Regions from separate parts of the Sus scrofa genome. Here region 1 is linked to region 2. A link is a contact called in public HiChIP or PLAC-seq data. All regions are on one chromosome and are shown on one strand. The core of a region is the stretch at or near the end of the contact, and the rest is flanking DNA. Distances in the headings are between cores, read along the strand shown. Region 1 has its middle 480 kb from the start of ADAMTS9. Region 2 overlaps LOC106505633 (a long non-coding RNA gene).

Region 1 (4,758 bases), core at 936-3,435, 210 kb before region 2:
AATTGAGATTCAGCTAGTAAATGGTCATTTCATGTGTCTATTGAGGCATGGCTGTGTTGTCCAGCTGTCCTTTGAGATGCTCAAGCCAAGGTTGAGGATTATGGTCCCAGCTATTGTTAAGAGACTTCCCATACACTGGATCAAGAGGAAAGGGTGAAAACTCAGAGGGGAAAGGCGGCACGTGAAGCAGTGACCTAAGAATTTGGACAGGTAAACCAGGGTTGTATGTTATTATGAGGATTTGGTATCTTAATCCTAATGCCTTAGGAAGCATCTGAGAGGCTTAAAGCTGGAGTGGGACATGCATTTTTTGTAAGATTACACTGGTTCACTGAGAAATGGATCCAAGTGGCTAGACTGGGTCGCAGGGACTCTTAGGGTGTCGTTCCGTTGATACCATTGACAAGGGAGGGATAATCATGGCTCGAATTAAACTACTCAATGAAAATAAATCCACCAGTTTAGGCAATGTCGTCCCCAGATTGTTTAGTCTGCCACACTTCCATTCATTCCTCCTGCTTTGTAATTCTTTCCACTGCTCACAACTCTCATCTGGTCAAGGAAACTTGGGGAATTTTCTGAAGAAGCTGGATAGTCAGGGAGGATAAATGCAAATAAATGACTATATCCCATCTCTGGATAGAGTTGTCTTGTTAAGGAGGAAGGCAGGTCTGAAGGAAAAGTTTTGCTGTGGGTGGGAGGTGAAATGTTGAAGTTACCATTTGTTCCCAAGTCCGACATCTCAGGGAAGTAGAAAAAACCGTGAACCAAAAACTAGAAGACTCTTGCTTTAAAACTATGGACTCTTAGCTATGTCACTTAATCTCCTTTAGCCTCAGTTGTTTTGCCTAGAAAGTGGGAATAACAATGACTCCTGCCCTCTGTTTGTCATAGATTCTGCCTATGTGGAAATGCTTAAAAAGCCACAAGTCATTCTATACATGTTAATTATCATGTCCTGTCATCAAGGTGAAAGAATTTATGGATGCAGATTACAACTTCAGGGGAAAAGCATGCTCATGTTTTAACATTTGTTTTCTCAAGTATCTGAGTATCTAAATATCATTCCTAGTATCTGATCATATTTTCTGTTATAAACAGCTTCTCATCAACTGGCATCTGTTTTGGGGAGCAGTGCAGCAGGGCGCTCAGACCATGGACTTTGGAGTCATACAGATACAGGTTCACTTCTTCACTCTGCGATTTGATAGCTGTATCATCTTGGTGGAATTATTTAACTTCTCTCAGTTTCATTCTCCTCCTCTTGCAGAATGAATCTATTAATAGATCTGACCTCCCAAGCCTGTTTTGAAGATTAAGTGAAATATTACATGTAAGGTTGTTACACATGTGAAGAACTCATGACCTGGTAGCTATTATGATTTCTTTGCGCTTTCAGTTCTACAGGGCACATTTCAGCTGCCTTTTCTCATTTAATCATCTTTAACATCTTTAATTTAGGTAGTGGTGGTTGGAAGCCTGATCATTAGCCATCTCACATCATTTATTCACGTAGGTCGGGTTTGCACGGATATGCAACGGTCCTCTCTTCCCCCTGTCCCCGAATTTCCTGGAAAAATGCTCTAGGAGAGGGAATGACATGGAAGAGGGGTGGAGACAGCTAGCTGTTGGAAGGGATAATGATGAGAGCAAATGACATTAGGCCACTTCAAATGTAGAACGTTCCCATGCCCCTGGGCACTGATGACACTACAGAGAGTTCCCATCAGTCCTTGCATCACTGGCCGGCCTCCCTGGCAGTCACCCGCAGGAGAGCATGCTGGTGCCGCTTTCCGAAGTGATGCTGACGCACAGCCCTGTGGGGTTCCAAACAGTTCCGGGGAAGGAGTGGGCGCCAAGCCAAGCTGGGACTCCTGATGTCACAGAGGAATCTTAGCACTTGGAAGGCTGACAGAGCCTGCCTTTGTCAGTTATGCTGCGTTGCAAGTCAGAAGGGAACTGAAGCTCCAGAAAGCCAGGCAAAATCAGAACAAGGTATATAGATTTATTTTGCTGAAAGTATGGAAAATGCTAAAGGGACATCTCCCAGTCCCTAGCCTGTACCTGCTAATCCTCTCTAAACCAATGGACTAGAAATTATGACCATCAATAAAGGGCAAACACCCAGCTCAGCCATCCTGCATCAGACCTGAGGTTCTCAGGGTCCTTTGCCAAAGCAGAGGATGTGGACGGAGTAAAAGCTGTAGGGGGAGCTATTTTGTTTTGAATGTGGAGTGTAATCTGACTTTTCAAGTAAGCAAGATAGTAAAATTCTAAGAGCTTTTTCTAGAGAAAAACTGTACTTTCTGGGGCATTAGGAAAATATTGTAGAAAGAAGCCCTGATTGTCAGATGGGAAACCTTAGGTTAAATATATCAAGGTTGAGTCTGACTTAGGAAACGAGGGCCATGCTCTCCCAACTGTACTAAATCAAAATCAGGTATTTTAGGAGTAAGGAAAAAACTCAGGCTTTGGAGCCAACAAAACCTGGGTTCAGGTCCCACCCCCACCTCTGTCATTTCAATTTAATTTGACAAATACACTTAAAACTTAACCTGTAGTAAATGCTCTACAAATGTTTTTTCTACCCTCCTCATTTTTTTCTTTCTTTCTTTCTTTCTTTCTTTCTTTCTTTCTTTCTTTCTTTCTTTCTTTCTTTCTTTCTTATCTGCACCCATGAAATATGGATGTTCCTGGGGCCGGGGATTGAATCTGACCTGCTGATGTGGCAATGCTGGATCTTTTAACCTACTGTACTCGGCCAGCTGGGGATTGAACCCATGCCTTGGCAGCGACCTTAGCCATTGTAGTCAGATTATTCACCCACTGTGCCACAGCGGGACCTCCAACCCTCCTCATTTCTTAAGAGCATCAAATACCACACTTGGCCATCCTCATCTTTGAATTTTACATCTCTCATTGTTTTTTTTTTTTTTTTTTTTTTTTTTGCTGCTTTTAATATGGAAGATGTGATTAGGTTCACCAAACAGGACACATAAGCAAAATGAGTTGTGCTGTGAAGCTAGGTGTCCTCTGTTCACATCTTCTAAGAGAATGGTTTGAGGCCAGAGTCTTGGCAGAAGAGCATTTGATACCATGGAGAAATGTATGTGTATTCAAGTACAGGTCAGAGAGAAAATAATGACTGAATGGCATTTGTTTCTGTGGAGAGGCATGGGCAGTGACTTGAAAATGATTCCTGAACAAAAGCATATTTTCTGGCAGGCTATGGATATACGATTGTAGCCGCCCAGGGACTGCTTGGCTCCTCAGACATAATATTCTGCTCAGGTTAAGCCTCCTTCAGAACTCCAAAGGCCAGAGGTCCAGCGAGCCAATTTCTCTGCCTGCAACAAAACAAAGATTGCTTTGGAATCCATCTTATAAATCACAAATAGGGCTTACCACCAGGCCAAGGAAACTATTTGTAGTTAACCAATAAATGGAATCAAGAGAGGGGCAGAAAACACAGACCATGAAAGACGAGCCACAGATTACAAGGGAAAGTGTTCTATGTGTTGTCTCTCCTGCTCTGTCAGGCTCCAGGCCTCTTAGTGAGCAGCTATATCCTCTCAGGGATATTACTTCAGAGAGTCTCTCAGAATCCTTGCTAAGAGGTTGCTTTCTTACATTTTTTTTCCTCCTGCCACTTGTATACAAGAGAATTCCATATTTGACAGTGTCCTGGTACTTCCTTTATTGAACAAAGGCATCTGAAATTTTCCGTGACGGTAACATTTAAGTTACCTCAAGTCCAGTCTTAAAATAGTTGTTACGCTGAAGGGGTATTGTTAGCATAGAGCTGGAAGGAAATATGGAGACAATTACTTCAGTTCCCTCGTTTTGTAGGTGACAACTTGGACGCCCAAGTTTAGTGCCTTCTCAAGGCAACACGAGACTAACTGAGGTTAGGGCTGGGTTGGGAATTCAGATTCGTATTTCCATGCTGAGGCTCTCTTGCTATATCATCATTTGAGTAGTATTTGATAGTAAGAACATTACCAGGGATACACGTCTAAGAGAATAGCACCAGAAAACTGTCCCGCTATAGAAAATCATGACCCGGAGCGAAGACACCACAGGGAACATAAGTTTACCTTTTAGGAGAACATAGCAAACAGAAGTTGAATGACTTGCCTAAGGTACTAGGGCTAATCACTGATGGACTCATTGTATCTGGCATTTCTGGTCCTAGTTAGAAATTATGCTAGAATTGGCCAAGTGTTTGACTGCACTGACTCATCTGTGTTTAGAGTATTCCAAAAGATTTGCTACCCTGGCTTCAGAGGTGTGTGAGGAAGTTTGCACTTTGGGAGCACATGGAGAGGCTGGAAATGGGAATTCCAACCAGCCTGAATGGGGAGAATTTTCCAGTGGTGTCTCCATTCCTCTACCACATGGGAGAGTAGGGTGGCGTAATAAGAGACAGGGAGTTCCCATTGTAGTTCAGTGGGTTACGAACCTGACTAGTATCCATGAGTGTGTGAGTTTGATCTGGCATTGCCATGCTCTGTGGTGTAGACTGAAGATGTGGCTCAGATCTGGTGTTGCTGTGACTGTGGTGCAGGCTGGCAGCTGCAGCTCCAATTAGACCTCTAGGCTGGAAACTTCCATGTGCTGCAAGTGCAGTGCTAAAAAGCAAAATAAATAAATAAATAAATAAATAAATAAATAAATAAAAAGAGCCTAAGTGACTTTGAAATGTGTATGTGTATTGTCAGGAATAGGTAGGGGTGGGATGGATGGGAACTGGTATGG
Region 2 (4,843 bases), core at 451-2,950:
AAAAACAATTCTACAAAAAAGGGCTGTGTCAGAGATTACACTTTGCCAATGTCACATTCTGATGGAGCAAGTGACTTTCAGTGATTTGTCTCTTTTGATGGTCAATTACACCCCAGCATGGCTGATCAGATCAATAATACTCCTTAAATTGCTGGGGAATCTGAGTTGATGCTTAGAAGCAAAATTCTTTCCTCCTCATTTCAGTGAAACCAATCAGCCATGGACCTCCAAGATGACAAAATTAGCAGAGTTGTGGGGTCAGGCATTCCAATTGTCCTTCCAGGGAAGAGAAACATCCTTGGATTCTGAGAATCTCAGCCTCTTAAAGTATGAAGGAAATTTAATCCCCAGGTTTTTAACTTTAAGTGGAATATTGGGCTCCTCCAAGCACTCGATTCAAGCTATTCAGGCATCTGTGTCCCCAAACATACATACAAGAAACTTTGTGTAGTTAGATCCTATTCACAAACTTATCTTTGTCTTTTTAAGTGAGGAGATAAAGACCCAGGAAGGTCAAGTCAAATACCCAAGTTCACTTAACCTCTAACCTGATCCTCTTCAAATCATTCATCCCTGCCTCTTGAGAGGGCTGAGGTAACCTCAGGTCTTCCTCAGCTCTTTCTAGAAATACTAGTACCTTCAGTTTCATTCATCTATTCAGTAGTATTGGGTAACCCTTCCATGTGTCAGGCACTGTGTTATGCATTCTTCTTTCCCATAGTGCAGGTGTCTACACCAAAGAAGAATCAATTGATGGGCTTAACTTTTGATCTTTCCAGTTGGTAAAGTTTCAGAGAACATTGTTTTTGTCCTATGAAGATAACAGATCTCTAACACAGTTCTGACTCTACTCAGAATCATTAATGTTCTTCCATTGTTCCTAAGACCAAAGCCATTCCCTGCCTGATGTTGAAGGACCATGCATACATGGGAAATGATATCCAGGCTCATCTTCCCAGAACCCCTTACTCAAGACAAATCATTAAAAAAAAAAAAAAAAAAAAAAAAAAAAAAAAAAACAGATTCAAGCCATATTTTCCCAGAAATTTACCATTGTTCTTTTCATTTTTCAAGTCCTGGGTAATATCATCCTTCTTCCCTGCATCCTTTTCTGCTTAGCTAACTTAAAATCCTCCTCTTTCTCTTAATTCCTACAGCTCATATTGCTATGCCCAATTGGGGGCTAGTGGTTAATCATCCTGCATCTCTTCACATATATATGACTTAGCATTGAAGCTTTTTGAGGATGGCTAGCCTGTCAATGGTTCATTATATATCCTCCCTCATTTAATGGATTTGTTCAAATGAAGACTAGTAAAAATGGTCTCCCTTCAAAAGATTCTCAAATTACTTCTATTTTTAGTAGTTGACTATTAACAGAAAGCCCAGTCCATTCACATATTGAAATCCTTGAAGCTGCCTTGAATGTGGATTCCCTTGGCCAAGAATACTCTCATTTTAATTTGCTTCCAGAGTCCAGAAAACCTTGGAAGGCTGCCTTATGGGGTGATGGAATGAAAAACCAGATCAAACCAACCAGACATGGGCTTCTTCTATACATGAACGTTCCACAGCCCAAGACAGCAGCTCCCATTTCACTTCTTGGCCCCTAACTGCCTCCTGGTTATAATTAAGTACTTCAAAGTCTTCTAAACACCCTTTTGGAAATGACTACCCCAAATACAAAATGATGTCCAAACGGATGTAAATCATCACACAGCAGGGAGGGAGAGGCATGGAACACGGTGACCAGCGCTTGGACTAATCAGAAAGCCTAGTCTCTTGATGAGGATTTTTGTTTTCTCATTCATCGTCCCTCCAGCCACTGAATTCTCAAGTGGCCAATTTGCTCCCTATTGGTAATCAGCTAGTTATTTTTACTCTCATGTCTCTCGCTGGGACTGTCAGACTCTTTGGAACCATTCATCACCCACAGGGGCCTAACCCTTCTGTGGCGGGAAGTGGGGGAGGGAGGCTATTATCCTGGAACAGATAAGTAGAAAACTCTTTTGCCATTTATATTCATTTTTTAAACAATGATTTCCCTGATGAGGTAAGTTAAATAATGATACAACTGGGTAAGAGTGAAACAATGAAAGCTTCACGGGTAAGTGCATTAGGCAATGGAAAAGGTCTCCAGCTGTGAATTCTGTGACTCTGAAATAACTTGTTCTTAGATTGTCTTTACAACCCCGCAAAGAAGCATCATCTTACATTCATGACTTACATTTGCAGCTGCCTCTGTGAAAATTATAAACCCAGGAAGGAGAGTTTGAAATATGTATAAGGCGTTGGTGGTTATTCCAAGCAACTGCAGTCCACCAACCAGGAGGAAGGTAGCCTTTGAAGGTTTTTTTTTCAGTAAGTTTACACTTTTTAAAATTGTAGTTGATTTACAATGTTACTTCAATTTCTATTATACAGCAAAGTGACCCAATCACACACAGTTTCCTCTGCTGTACAGTAGGGCCCCCTTGTCCAGCCATTCCAAATGTAGCAGTTTGCACCTGAGGCAGGAAAGTTTGGGCTTTTCTTTTTTCATTGGTTCCCCCAGGTCCTCTCAATTAGAGCCTCTCTCTTTGGTTTGTCTGTTGTCTCATTTTTCTCTAGCAATCACTGTCTCTGTCTGTCTCTAATGACAGACAGTTCCAAATGCAGTTTTAGGGATTCCATTTTTCTGAGTTCGCTACTCTTGCAAATGAAACCCTAGTGTCAGTACATTTTCTCATTAGTGAGTATCTCATTGGATCTCCTCTTGGATCTCCCTCAGTCCTTCAGAAGAACCCAATATCAATCCCTCAAGGCTGGCTGTGCTCACTGGAGTTCCAAGTTTACATTTCTGAAGTCCATGTTCAGCCTTAACAAAGATGTTAGTGTGACACAAATTGGCATTTTCTTGGCCCTTCCTTTGCTCATAATTTCATTTCTTGGAAGGAAGCTGAGTGGTGAACAGCCCTTCTAGCTCTTTCCTCAGAGACTCTCTGAAGTGGGGTAGCAGCAACATGATTTGAATCTTGAAATTTTTATCTTCCTCCACTGTTTTTCATGTCTCCTACCCTTTCTTGTGTCCTCTATGTTTCATATAAACATACACATATGTAAGTTCACTTGTAGGTGTGTCTGTCACTAAGGAGAATCAAAAGATACTGACATTTTTATAATATCTGGCCTTACATTTAGGCCTTTAATCGACAGGTGAATGGATTAAGAAAATGTGGTACATATATACAATAGAATACTATTCAGCCATTAAAAGGACAAAATAATCCTGTTTGCAGCAACATGGATAGAACTAGAGACTCTCATACTGAGTGAAGTAAGTCAGAAAGAGAAGACAAACACCATATTATATCACTTATATGAGGAGTACAAAATATGACACAAATGATCTATCTATAAAATAGAAACAGATCATGGACATGGAGGGCAGGCTTGTGTTTGCCGGGGGGGAGGGTAGAGAAGGGGGCTGAGGGAGAGTTTGGGGTTGGTAGATGCAGACTGTTTAATTTATAATGGATGGGTGATGGTGTCCTGCTGCACAGCACAGGGAACCATATCTAATCTCTTGGGTAAGAACCTGATGGAAAGTTAAAAAAAGAAAAAGAAAAAAATGGGTGTGTATGGATAGCTAGATCTCTTTGCTGTACATCGGAAATTGAAGGAACATTGTAAATCAACTATACTTTAATAAAAAAGAAAGAAAGAAAGAAAGAGACTGAGAAAGCATGTTTACATGCCCCATATTGAGTTTGCTGGCTTTTCATCTGTTAATTCCCTCCACGCATGGCTGTTCTCACAATGGGTGAAGTCACCCAACAGCTGTCTTGGACTGGAAACTAAACTGCTTGTAGGATTTCTGTCTTTTGTCTTCCCTACTTCAAGCGCTCTCTTTTCCAAAATTCCAAAACAAGACAAGAAGGTTGGCTGGCTTCAGTGAGACATTACGCAGTGACTTTAAAGAAATTGTTTTCCAGCTTATTCTCTTGGTGTGTTGTGGTAATTGTCCTAATTCTCAATTTGCTTTCAGGACTTATTAATAGCAATTGTAATGACATGAGCTTTTATATTTGGTATTCAGTGAAATAGGAAAGTTGTGTTTGTAAAAAGTGATTTTCCATCTGCCATTTTTGAGTAGAAAATGAGTGGAGAGAAGTGATGCTTTACCTGCCTGGTGTCCCCAGGTTGACCTGAATGAGAGCTTGAATATCTCCTGGATTGGCATCTGGATTGTCTGAACACCATGAGCAGAAATCTGTATGCCTCCTTCTCCATAATTACTCTGGTTATTTACTGATGTTCCCTTGGTCCCACTCTTCAGAAGACAGTAGGTTTCTCTCATTGTCACCAAAAAATTGCTTCATCAATGAAATCTTGATTTTTTAAGACACATCAATTTTCCTACCTGCTCTTCCATCCTCTTATCTTGAGTCACCATTCTTAATCACAATATCCTGTTCCCTGATCCTTTCCTCTCTTTGGGGCATTGTGTTAAGTCTATTTCTTCTCAAAAAAGTATACTCTTGGGATAGTGAGAAGCCTCCATGGAGCAATGATCCTAAAATCCACAGACCACCACCAGCTCACTATGTTGTGTAGACATTGCAACCAGCAATTTTCATAAACTAAATCCATCTATTTGACCAGCACCCAGCTCAAGAAGAGGCATTTATGGATTCTGATTGCTACTTAACACACTAATGTCTGTCAAAACTAACAAGCAAACATTGGGGTTTGTATTCTGCCTTTCTCTTTATTTCATTTTTAATCCTTCCTTTCCATTGTATTATTTAAAATGCATTAGCGAGTGAAAGATTAGAAGTAAATTACTAAACAAAAAGAAATA

What was found. HiChIP or PLAC-seq counts read pairs in DNA pulled down with a chosen protein or histone mark.
Region 1: an H3K27ac HiChIP or PLAC-seq map of skeletal muscle shows a contact between it and region 2. The contact joins two enhancer-like sites. A contact is called at or near these places in 5 of 47 Hi-C or Micro-C datasets (embryonic fibroblasts, fetal skeletal muscle, psoas muscle and 2 more) and 1 of 2 datasets of contacts at active chromatin or transcription factors (skeletal muscle).

The regions. Positions count from the first base shown.
Region 1 is chr13:46,683,053-46,687,810 of Sscrofa11.1, reverse strand. No RefSeq gene overlaps it. Among named protein-coding and RNA genes, the nearest start is that of ADAMTS9, 480 kb to the right of the region's middle. Within about 2 kb of position 2,185, at least 20 of the 83 cell types and tissues checked have an H3K27ac peak or open chromatin away from gene starts, as enhancers often do. A contact at or near this core is called in skeletal muscle and subcutaneous adipose tissue, where this site is marked.
Region 2 is chr13:46,471,163-46,476,005 of Sscrofa11.1, reverse strand. All of the region lies in intron 5 of LOC106505633 (a long non-coding RNA gene), which reads right to left. Among named protein-coding and RNA genes, the nearest start is that of ADAMTS9, 260 kb to the right of the region's middle. Within about 2 kb of position 1,700, at least 9 of the 83 cell types and tissues checked have an H3K27ac peak or open chromatin away from gene starts, as enhancers often do. A contact at or near this core is called in skeletal muscle and subcutaneous adipose tissue, where this site is marked.